Linked DNA regions of Anas platyrhynchos: region 1 is linked to region 2. A link is a contact called in public Hi-C data. All regions are on one chromosome and are shown on one strand. Each heading gives the region's core, a stretch centred on a gene start, on an enhancer-like site or on the middle of the called end of the contact. The rest is flanking DNA. Distances are from core to core; before and after follow the strand shown.

Region 1 (6,051 bases), core at 2,883-5,382, 93 kb after region 2:
CGAGTGGCACGACATGCAGAAAGCTAGCAAAACCTGTCTGTAGTAGGCAAAGTGCTCAGTCTGTTTCCTCTGTTGGGTACCTTCCTCATACTGTGGAAGAGGGAGCAGCTCTTTCAGTTCCTTAGCAGAGTACAATTAACTTTTAAGATGCATGAGCAGAGAGTGGATCTAGTTGCTGCCATGTGGGGTATTTCTCTCGTTGTCCACTTGCTTGGTTTCTTGTGCCCATGTGCTGGAGAGCAGCGTGTTACGTCTTTAGTGCTTACCTGTGTCCATTTAAGGCCCGTTGAGTGTGTCAGTTCTGTCTGTAATATCACGTAGGGTTGCTTGCTCATAGTTAGCAAAAACGGACATTGAGGCAAGACAGAGGGTGAGACCCTTCCTTGAGCTCGCTGTGAGCAGAGCAGGGTGGCCGGAGCGGAGCATGGTGCCTCCCGAAGGCAGCTGCAGGTGTGCTGTGCAGGTAGGTGGGCTTTCTCGTCACCGTGTTTCTGAGACAACACTGAAAAATTCTGCAGGAAGATGGTATATGAGCAACCCGGCTGAAATTTAAGATTAATTTAGGTGACAAATGCATTTCCTTTCCTTGTTCAGAAGGATGCTGAACAGATATTGAGCTTTGGCTGGAAAAAGTCACCAAGGGAATATAGAGAACTTCTGCTGATGTGCCTCACTTTCTGTGGCTTGGCAAACCAGCTAATTTATGTGGGGGAGTGTTTTTAGTTGTGTGTCTGTTCTTCTTTTTTCCTCTTCATTTATATAAGGTACCTAGGCACGGGGATAGAAAGCAGGTAGTAACAGTTCAAAGTCACGCTCCTCCAGATGGGGTACCTGGTTTATCACGAATGGCCAAGATTCCTGTCTTATGCAGAATAATGTAAGTACCTCTGATAGCTGTTTCCTGACCAAAAGAAGTCAGAGGGAAGTACGTGGATAAATGAAAACTGCCGAGGAAAGGTTATTGAATGGTATCGAGCCAAACAATTGTTTCACTTACTGCCTCTCTCTGTTCAGGCCCCTGGCACTGCAGAGCCGTGGGTCACGTGCTGGGAAGCCTTGCTGTTTGTCCTGGCTTGTCAAAACAATTTAATGTAGGTGGAAAGGAATGAATGAAATGAACAGAGTGGGCTTGATGCATCTGTTTCAGTTTGTTCGAAGGGCAGCCCAGTGATTGGGATGTGGCACTTGAGTCCTTCGGGGAAGCTATCGGTTCAGGAAGAACAATGCTGCCCAATTTATGGGATAGTTAAGTCCATTTTAGGAAGCAAGCTCTCCTCGAGTTTGACAGCTTGTATATTTTTAAATATTTGTGCTATATCGGCTCAGCACATGCTATAACTGAGATGCGAGAATGTGATTTGCTAATGTCTAGGCTTAGGAGTTCATCTTGTCTGCCTGGGGTTGCTTCATTATATGGTAAAAAAGGAATGACTGAGGGAGGAGGGAGGGTGTCCAATTTTTTTATTTTTAGTTGAAATTCCAAAACAAATTGGTCTTTGAAGGATAGGATATCAAGCCATATATTATTAGCTGTTCTTAAAGTGGTTTCTTCTTTATAAATTTGTTTCTCAGACTTAAGAAAAGCATCTTATGCCTTTTTTGTTTTGTTTCTGGCTATCAGAAATAAAAATGTAAGTTAAAACATTAAAACTGTTTACCCAGTCTTATGCTTTGTGATACTGAAGTGTCAAATTGTGGAATCTGTTTTTGCTTCTGGATGGAAGCAGCAAATAGATGCTGCTCTGATCTTTCTATATACCTCTTTAGACCTCAAGCTGCAGGGAAAAAGGCTGCAGAGGATATAGATCTTATTTGATTCACCTTTAATACAATTTAATCAAAGGTAATAGCTTACTTTAAATGATACACAATGATGCTTTTTATGGTTTTGTTAGAGGTGGAGATGCGCAAGAGCCACCCTTGCCCCACTGCCTCCCTTTTGCTTAGCCTGTAGGCTATTTGCAGCTTGCATTGGAAGGTAGTTTGTGCAAGTATAAGCACCAGTCTGTGTATACGGATTAATTTGGTTGGTATAATTGTACGCGAGGTCTAGTATTTTCTTGATTGCTGGTTTTCTTGCCTTTTCAGGTACATTCACTGTTTTCTGCTACCTAGCTGTTCCTTTAGGGAAAGAAATAGAAATATGTGTCATGGATGAGTGTGGGATCCAAGGCAACGAGGGTAGTTAGAGGCAGTGTGCATTGCTAGACTTAGGAAACAAGTGGCCTCTCTGTCCTTTTCTTACAGCTCTGTTTAATGTTAACTTCTGCTGTTGCAGTGCACTCCTGGAAGGTGTGATGTTCCCTTGGTTGCAAAAACATAGCTGTTTGCTCTGGGTGGGATTTGTGTTTGTTTGCCTGTGTTTGCGTCCTAACTTGTCTGAGTTCATTAGGGCACTATGACTTTCAAAGAAGTGTTGAATTAGCCTATTGTCGTTGTCTGGATTTTTTTTTTCTTCTATTAACGCCAGCACTGAAGTGTTGAGTGTCTGCTTTAAACGTCACAGATATGCTTGCAGGAACACGATGCTACCATTAATGTGACCAGAAAGAGAAATGACTCAAAATATGCGTGCCCATTAGGAGCCTGTTCATTGATAAGAGTGATTAGCACTTGTTAGTTTCTATTTGGGGCTAGTAGTGCAGTGCTAGGGAAGACTGAATGAGGCCCTTAAGGGAGATCAGGCTTACGCAGGTTTAGATGAGAATTTAATGTCAAGTGTGGGTTAAAATTGGTTTTAAAAAGTCATGTTTGAGGTAGGTGGCATGCACAAAAATGCACAAAATAAAGGAAATTTATCCAAATGTACATCCGTGGTCTACTTTTTAGACAAACGTAAATGCAAGTATTCATATTACATAGCTAAAATTAAGTAATATAAAAAAGTAATTGTTGCAGCCAAGTGCAGAGGCTGAGAGCACTTTGCTTCGTTTCCCTTGTAAAAATATTATTTTATTGTAATTTTATGTTCTAAGGATTGAGTTTCTTAAGGCATGTGCATATGATCTGTTGATTGAAGTACCTGTAGCAGCTCATTGCTTTTCTGCGTCGCAGCTGTTTGTAACAGTTGGGATTAAATTGGTCTTGGACAGAATTTGTGCTGCTGCTTATTGTAAAGAAAGGAAAACTATTAGCGGTATAAGGCAGCTCAAACGGAAGCATTCCTTCTATATTGAAAATAAAAACACAACACAATCTCATCAGATGTGAATGTTAAAGAATTTGCTTAGTGTTTCTGCAAGCACGATCTAGCAAAACTTATGCTTGCTCAAGGATGCTTTCTTTTAGGTGCGAGGGGAAGTGGTAGTGCTAATTTCTGCAGAGGGGAAGTGGTAGCGCTAATTTCTGCAGAGAAAAATAGTTTCAGGATTGAAAACTCTTGATACCTATTAGTTAAATTCATGACATGAATTTGGCACCTTCCAAAAAAAATCCCAAACACAGAAATATATGTGATTGACAGTTATAAGCACTGATCTCTGAAGTAATTGCAAACCTGTTAAACATTCACCTGGAAGACTTTTACACTCCTGAAAACTGGAGCTTCATCTGGAAATGAAGTAGGCTGTCCGTGCCCAAAGATACTCTGTGGGCCTCTTAGAAAATGTTGATAATTTAAGCAACTAGAGGATGGTTTAGATATTAACATGGCTGAATTGTATTGAGAAAACACATTAACTGTTAACAAAGGAAAAGGAGTTACAGCCTGGTGGACAATAGAAGGTTGAGTAAACCCTGCATGCTTATTCTGCCTTCTAATTGAAAAGGAAATATGAAATGGAGTGACTTAAAATCATTGCCCAGATTTGACAAAGGTCACTAGCTATTCGTAAATAATGGGTAGAAATGCTGATTGTAAAATTCTTGTCTTTAAGTGTATCCTGAGATGTTTTGAATACTACATATGGATCCAATTCATGTCAGTTGATCAGGCTGACTGGTGTGACTATGCACTGGTAAACTGACAAAACTGAAAGATGGAAGGAGGCCTTTTCTCCTTCTTTTGGGACTTGCAACTTGTTCTGGAAATAGCTGGTCAGACTCCTGAAGATATTGGATAGCCATTTGTTGGTAGATAATACAGTAATATTGTCCAGGAATGCTTTTTCATGGTTTGTCTCTGGCCAAAAGCTTGCTGTCTCTCTAACGTGAATTATGTCTTTGTTTTCCTTGATGCTAGATTACAGGAAACTTGCTCAATCATGAGGTCATACTTTTAATCTAAGAAAATCTAACCCAAATTCATTTGTCTACCGTAAGTGCATCCAACATGTTAGGTTTGTTGCTCTACTGTCTTCATGGAGAGTTAATGCAATCTCTTACCAGTGGTCTGGATTCTATAAACAAAGGAATAACTTTTATACATACATACATATATAATATAGATATACACATATATAATATAAATATATATAATATACAATATATATATATACATGCATTATATAATATATATATTATATAATATATAATATATATAATGCATATATAATATATGCACAAATATATATATGTATATATTTTATATATGTATATATATATATATAAATATATATATTTATATATATAAATTTATTTATATATATATAATATACATATATATATATTTGTTATATATATATATATATATATATATATATATATATATATATATATGTATATGTATATATATGTATATATATATAAATAAAATATCTGTGAAATGTGCCTCAAATGATTCTGTTTTGCCTGTCCTTGAATACTTGAACGTTTTAGGACATTAAGTTCCACTGCTACCTCAAGTCAGAAAACCTCTTTGGAGTGTGGGAGGGAAACAGGAAGAGAAAATTCCCAGTCTCCCTGGACTTACCTCTGAGAGCAATCAGACTGTAAAGGAAACTAAGATTTAAACAAGCAATAATAGAATGTCTTCTAAATAAACTATTTAAGGGTAACTGGGAGCAAAATGACATTTAAAAGATGCTGATGCTTGTTCACTGCCTGTACATAATTGTTCTTCAGATTGTTGCTTTTCTAAGCAATAAAGCAAAGCTTTCTTTTCTTTTTCATTAGGATCGGAAACTGTCCAAGTCAGAGCGACAAAGATTTAAAGAGGAAGCTGGGATGCTAAAAGGGCTTCAGCATCCCAATATTGTCAGGTTCTATGATTCCTGGGAGTCTACAGTCAAAGGAAAAAAATGTATTGTTCTTGTGACGGAACTCATGACATCTGGAACGTTGAAAACGTAAGTAAATTCAACCATGTCAAAGCATATGATAAACATTAGCACAAAATTAGAGCGCTAGAAGCAGCTGATAATTCAGAATAGATAAGAACAAAGCCCTTTTAGTGGGAACTGAACTTCTGTAGGGAAATTCTTGTTTAAGAAGAGTCTTGGTACTGCAGGGTACAATGGATTATTCTTTAGGTTAGCAAAATTGTCAGATTCTTCTTTGTGATAGTAAGCACATGCAGGAGAACTGTAAGATTTTGTGGTCTCATAAAGAGAATGCTCTATTTTTACTTTTCAGACCTTTTCCCTTTCCTATCAAGCTCACTTCTGTTTGGCGTGAGGCTTTGGATGTAAAAAGAAACAAAACCAAAACCACCCTTTTTATTTAGTTGAAACTTCATGAAGTAGTACCTGAGAAAAACCTGAAAGTATTCGCAATTCTGCCATGTAAAGTAGTTGAGTGAAGCTAGATCTGTCTTTAAGTCAGACACCAGCAAATCAAACTGCTGTGAGGGCCCTCTAGTGGTGTGTAAAGCTTGGAGGGAGTCAAACAGAAATCATGCCTTTGTCTTGCACTGTACAATCTTGCAGAGATGTGAGCTTGTTCAGAAGCATACAGTTGTCATAAATCTACTGGAATTAAAGTTGCCAGGATTTGAAATTCATATATTGTGGGTCATCGTCTTAATTTGTTGCCCATTTAAGTCTTGGAGAGGCATTCAGATCTTAAATATGTGAGCAGACTGTAGGAGCTGGAAACAATTTGCAGTCTATTTGGTTAAAATAGCCTGTGAACTTTTAGTGTGTTTTTTTTTTTTTTTTGTGATGCTTATTGATA
Region 2 (6,263 bases), core at 589-3,088:
AAGGATTCATAGGATGGAGTTGTTTTTCTTTTTCTTTCCATCCTTCAGTGCAGCTTGATGGTGCTGTAAAAGCTGGCTGTGCTAAAGTCAGGGCAGTGATATAGTGTGCTGTAAAAATGGCCATTGGTAAATCGGTAATGCTGCACATAAATTGGGAATCGCAGCTGGGCAGAGATCAGAACTGAAACAGCCAGCAGCCAGTTACTTCTCTCCCTTCTGAAAAATGGTACTGGGACTTTCCTATCCAACTTCCACTGAGTTCATCAAAAGTTAAACAATAAAATGCTTATCTTCGGCCATTTCAGATGAACTTCACAACTTAATTAAATTATTCTCCATCAGTGTGGCTCTGAAAGCATCCCCCTTGAAGTAAGATCAGACAAAGTGGCAAAATTGAGTGCCAGGATCAGTTTTTCTTTGTAAATAATTTTAGGTAGTATGGCTGTTCTACTTGGCAAACTGCATTAGGTAGATAATAGTAAACTACTTGGGTGATCACCAGGACACCAGCACAACTGGCACAAACCCAACATCTTGGATTTCAACCATCAGGTGCTGCCGTGAGCAAGGCAAAGTCATGTGTTTAAAGGGAAGTCAAAGTGAGAGGAATAAGGAAAGAGCTTGATGATATGGATGAAGGCCCTCAGGAACTAGAAAAGTAGGTGACCTCTGTCTTTGCTTTTCATGTGGGATCTGTTCGGTGCAGGCCTCTGAGACTGAGCAGGGAGTGAGGTGGTGAGGAGGGGGATTTTCGTCCCCCTCTGCTCCAGATGTGCCATCACAGCTGCTTCCTCCTGGGCATGGCCTTGAGGAGTTCAGAAGCTCACCTTTGAAACCTCTAGGTCCCGTGTCACAGCAGCCAGCCCCTTTTCCTAAAGTCTCCCTAAAAGCTGGGATCTGACTTCAGTACTTACTAGGAAGAGGGTGGCAGGAGAGAGACGAATTAGACGAGAACCGAGATAGCCAGCAGGTGGTGCTCCGTCGTAAACGTGAGGGTTGCTCCACCGCTAAGATGGTAGCAAGAATTTTTGCAGTGCCATCAGTTACCCAATGCTCGCATTTTTTTTTTCCAGTGCATTATGAACTTGGATACAATGATGACTAAAATGGGTTATATGCTATCTAGATAGAGCTCTCGGTGAGGAGGTATTGCGAAATATCACCTTATAATCTGGAAACTTCTTTGACCAGCTGCAATGTAGGTATTGGAGTAAGGGCAAATAATTCAAGAAAGCCCTAATCATTTGGGCTTCAAAGATGCCTCATGTAACTCATTTAAGATGCGGTGCCAGATGGAATCCATAGAAAAATAAATATGTAGCAACTGTAAAGTTTCTCTCTTTCTCCCCTCTATCAATCATCTATTTTAGAATTAATTTTGTGTTTTTTCTGTTGTATTAAAATAATACGCAAGAGCCTGAAAGATTGTAGTGAGTAATGCGTACAGCAAAGCTTAGGAGGGGTGCTCTGTAAAAAAAAAAAAAAAAAAAAGTGCTACTTCAGGAGATGGTCATGCATGAGAACTAGATTTTATTAAATTTGATTTATTTTCTAATGGTTGCTGTAGCCTCTGATTTTTTTTGATATCTAATATTAACTACCTAACTGGCACATGTTCCCCCAATAATATTTCTCTTCAGGTAAAACTGCCTGCCCTGCTTTAATACTAAATGCTATGAAAAAAGCAACCTGCCAGAGTCTTCAGTTTCTCTTCCCTGCAGCACAGAAAGGAAGCTGCAGTAGACTGAGACAAGTATAATGTTTTGGGCCCAGTTCTTCATACAGCTGTTGCTGTTCAGCTTTAGGTAAAAGCAACACTAAAGGTCAGATTATCTAATGTTTTAGAAATAAAACTGTCCTTGACCTAAATCCCGTGCAACTCTTGTGCAGACTGCAAGCAATGATAGACTTCGTCCAGCTGTTTTTAGTTTCCAAAGCTACGATTCAGAACAATCCTGCTCTGAAGCAAGTGTTCCCACATGGTTTTAAATGGTGAATGCCTACCTGTCTCAAATCCAGCAAGAGCAGGAACATACCCTGTTACTTTTTACCCCAACATATAGTAAACAAAAATTTGAGATAGGAAAATAAAAGGAACAGTATCTCACAACAGAGTGTTCAAGCATCCCAGAGAACGGGGTTTTATGCTTCCAAAAGCAGTGAGGGCTTTCTAGATGACTGAATAGAAATGTGCTGGCCTTCACAGGCTGCTGAGAAAGCTCATGTGGCTGAAGTTGTGCTTGTGAGAGTGCTCTATGGATAGGCATGCATGGGGAGGAAGATCAGTTTACAGGTACCTGCCAACATGTCCTGTATGGGTCAATCCCAGCACATCAGACCTTATTGCTGTTGCCCATCTGGTCCAGCATTCTGGTTCAGGCTCATGAAAGCAAAAACTGACTTATGATTCTTCCACTGCAAAATTAATAGTGGTCTTTCCTATCCATTCAGCTAAGTGCTATACCTTTTAATGAGCCTAACAGGGCTGGAACTTCTAGTATAACCAGTGGGAAATGCTCAGCCACAATACATGGCTTAGGTAGCTGTTCCAGGCAACAGGATAGCAAAATGCTGATATCTGAAAATTATACCATCTGAGGTCTTTATTTTCATCCACCTTCTTTCAAGTGACTACTAGAAACTCTGAGACTCATTGTGACACTCTAGATATCAGCATAAAGTGTTTTGCGTCAAGAAAGCCAAAGCAACATTTAAGCAAATGGCTGTGGAATGATCTTTTGGCTGCAGCCAGCTTCAGAGAAAGACCTGTCTGGCATGTACCTGCTTTGATGGCCAGCTGTGCTTGTATTGAAAGTGGTGGGGAAGAAAGCTTCCACTGACCTCCCTGGGGGAAACAGGAGCAGGCACTCAGTGAGCAGTGCTGGAGCATGGTTTTCTGTCCAAGGGCACTGATTAATAGCTCCTATTGGCTTTGGATTTGGCACATACTGAGCACTTCTGCAAGTCAGGCGGGGTTTATGTGTATTTGAGGCAATCTTCCCTTGTATAAGTAATTAGATAAGGTGCATTTAATTAGGCTGTAGAAATTAAGAAATTCAGAGCCCAATTCAGCTGAAGTTGTGCCTGCTTTCACAGCCAAAACAATGCATTTGAAACAGTTTATTGCGAATAAATCTGAGATTCCCTGTTAAATATCCATGCTTACAACAGAACTGTCATTTGGGGATGAGTGTCTCAGTATGGGGGATGGATGGAACAAGACTGCAGTTGAACAAAACTAGAACTTTAACTTAGTCTCTGGACAAACCTGGTAGTTATGGGAAGTTTAGTAATGTCAAATATTAAAGTAGCAACTACTGATGCTCAAAACTGAAAGAAATTGTCATTGCTGACAAGCTGAGAGAACTTGTTAACTTAGTGTGGAGAGTGAGAAGAAAAACACAAATCGTGTCCAGGAAGAACTTCAGGAATGGTCACTGTCTCTAGCTGTGCTGTCTGCTCATACGGTACTTGCACTTTTGAATCTTGCATTATCTTATCACTGACGTACTCGAGGGTTTGGCAGGTGATTCATGTACACTGATTCACATTTCATCCTGGGTGAAGCTTGCAGCAAAAGGTATGATCTCCAGTGTCACATACAGGGCAGGGGGGATGGGACCTGTGATCAGACTCTTCCCTGGCACAATTTTCTTCTCCGTGACTTGCAGACCTCTGATTTGCTCTGCTGCCTGTGAAGTTGGAATCGAGGTCACATTCTGGCAATTTACAGGCCATAAGCTCTCACTTATCTGTGGGTGGTTATTCAGGTTATGGATTAACTAAGCAATCATTTAGCAAACCCTGCTTTCTGCTGCTTCCGGTCCAAATTGGTACGTGGGGCTGTGCAGACTTGGCTAGGCGCTCATTTAGGATCCCCACAGCACGTTGTCTGCTGTGTTCCTCAGCTTTTTCTCTTATACCCTCAGTCTTTGCTCTCACAACTGGGACGCAGTAATGCCCAGCTACAGCAAACTGTCAGCTATGACATTTACCTGGAAAAGCACAAACTGTTATTGGCAAATGGGTATTTTATTTTAATACACCCTTTATTTTGTGGGAAGCTTATCCAGATTAGGAAGTCCCAGTAACTTCTCCCTTTTAAGCGTTACTTTTGATGCAAGAACTGTTGACTGACTTTGCAGGAAGAGGAGATGGGCAGCAATAATTGCCTGTCAGCCCAAAGGCTCCCAAGACCAAACCCAACAAAGTCTGCCAGCACAGTCAGTGGCTTTGAAACACCAGAAGGAGCTGTGCTGGGGCATCCTCTGTTTTCTTATTCACCAGAATGAGAGCCACAGACATCTGAAGGGATAGGAAGATCTGTATATCAAAAGCACCAGTTCTGGAGCTTATGTTCCTTGTTGCAAGGAGATCTTCAGAGAAGAGGCATTACTGCCCTGTTCTAAGCCCTTGGCTGGTGTGGGTGTTGGAGAGCTGTTGTGGGACTCATACGTGAAGGCCTGGGGCCCCAGCCAGACTCCCAGCACTAATGGAACATGTAGTTGATTTTGTGGTGAAGTAAAAAAGATGCCTCCTGAAACCCTGTGAGTAGAGAAGGGTCTATTCCCTTTATGAGGCAGGACTTGCATGCACACAGTCCTGGAGCACTCCAGGATGATCTGCTGCTTTCTCAAAGACAGCTCATGCTATCATTCTGGATGTTTACCTTCACAGTTAAAAAGTGCATTTATTGATGGAGTAAACACCTTCTCTCTGAAGAAACCAGTTTGGTTAGTCAGCCTGGGTGTTGACATGAGATGGAAGGAAACCATTAGAAGAAACTGCATAGTAGGTATGATAATTAGCCATGTGGTTGGTACCAGGCAGTAGAGGCTTATGTGGAGCCTAGGGAACGTGGAGAGATAACTTTACCTTTCTAAGCAGGAGGGCATTGAGCTCTGCTTCCCTGCCTGGGAAGTAGGTCAAGAGGAAGTGCACTCAATTCATATTCATCTCATAATTATTTCACATACTGAAGAACAACATTTCTGTCAAGGGGAAAGACGCCTCTGTGGCCAGTCTTATGGAAGAACTCAACGCAACAGCATGCATATTTGACGCTTTCAGCATCAGCGCCCATCAGCATTGCCTTCCACATGAGCTCTCATTGCACTTCTGCTGTTAGTCTTGACCTTGCCAAGCTCCAGATGCACTCCAGTCACCACCAGTGTGAGAGTGCACCATCTCACCTTTGCCAACAGGACTCAAATCAAAGCATGATATGCTCTTGCTCCTGTTACTAAAGCCAGTTGTCATCTTTCACCATCACTGTTGGAGAAGCAAGTGGTCCTGACAGAAACACTTGTGTCAGGATGCGGATGTTGAACAGGAGACCACTTTAAAATGTTTCATTTTGCTTCCTAAGTATTCTCTTTTCCCCACTTTAAGAAATATTTGCTTATTTTCATATGTAAGAGATAATAACTTAAGACAGAAAGGGCCTTTGGAGGCCATTTGGTCCAAACCTCTGCTCAAAGCTAGGCCAACTGTGAAATTACATTAGGTTGCTGAAGGTTATATCACTAAAGTATTAAATGGACAGACTGCCCAAAACCTCTGAGCAACCTGTTGCGATGTATGAGCACCATCAGTGTTGTTTCTTTCCTTAGAGGTTTTAAAGGTATGTTTTAAAGATGGATACCAAAGGTTAAGTAAGGATAAATCTGTATTAGTCTAGGTAGAGAACAAGTTTTATATAGTTATCTGCATTACCTGTTCTTGTTTGTTTTTTTTTTTTTTCAGAAGAGCCTTTCCCAGAAGTGGGGTGGGGAAACACACCAAAAAAAAGTTTATATCCGTTTATATCCCATGTAAAATTCCCCGTGACTTGAATAAACATGTAAAGCAGCGATGGGGGAAAAAAAAAGTCAAGCAACAATGTGTTACAGAGAGTGATGGCTCTAATTCAGCATTCAGCTATAGAGAAATATAAACATAAGGCTAAGTACAGTCACTCAGTTTGACAAATCTTCTAAGTTGAAAAACAATCTACATAGTATGTGAAATAATAATACCATTAAAAAACACACTGCTTTCAAGCTGCAATGTATTATCTCTACATATGCTCCTTACAAATATTTCTTAAAACAGTGACCTATTTTTTTAAAGAGAATTGCCAATAGCATAGGAGATGAACACATTGCTGCACCAAATTGTATATGTTCCAGATCTCTTTCTGTAGTAAAATATTTAGTAGCTAGCTTCATTCTCTGCCCCAGTTAAACCAATTTTTTGATAAAAACTTTCTCAGTTTCATCATA

Evidence for each region. Hi-C and Micro-C count contacts between places; a contact is called where the count stands out from the background.
Region 1: a Hi-C map of skeletal muscle shows a contact between it and region 2, with 2.6 times the contacts expected there. The contact joins two enhancer-like sites. A contact is called at or near these places in 4 of 8 Hi-C or Micro-C datasets (liver, skeletal muscle and subcutaneous adipose tissue).

What each region holds. Positions count from the first base shown.
Region 1 is chr1:63,915,634-63,921,684 of IASCAAS_PekinDuck_T2T, forward strand. WNK1 (WNK lysine deficient protein kinase 1) reads left to right here. Exons shown (of 32, transcript XM_072039579.1): 2 at 5,053-5,225. LOC119714359 (a long non-coding RNA gene) reads right to left here. Exons shown (of 4, transcript XR_011810143.1): 4 at 77-512. Among named protein-coding and RNA genes, the nearest start is that of WNK1, 32 kb to the left of the region's middle. Within about 2 kb of position 4,133, at least 2 of the 8 cell types and tissues checked have an H3K27ac peak or open chromatin away from gene starts, as enhancers often do.
Region 2 is chr1:63,825,288-63,831,550 of IASCAAS_PekinDuck_T2T, forward strand. All of the region lies in intron 2 of NINJ2 (ninjurin 2), which reads right to left. Among named protein-coding and RNA genes, the nearest start is that of NINJ2, 30 kb to the right of the region's middle. Within about 2 kb of position 1,839, at least 1 of the 8 cell types and tissues checked has an H3K27ac peak or open chromatin away from gene starts, as enhancers often do.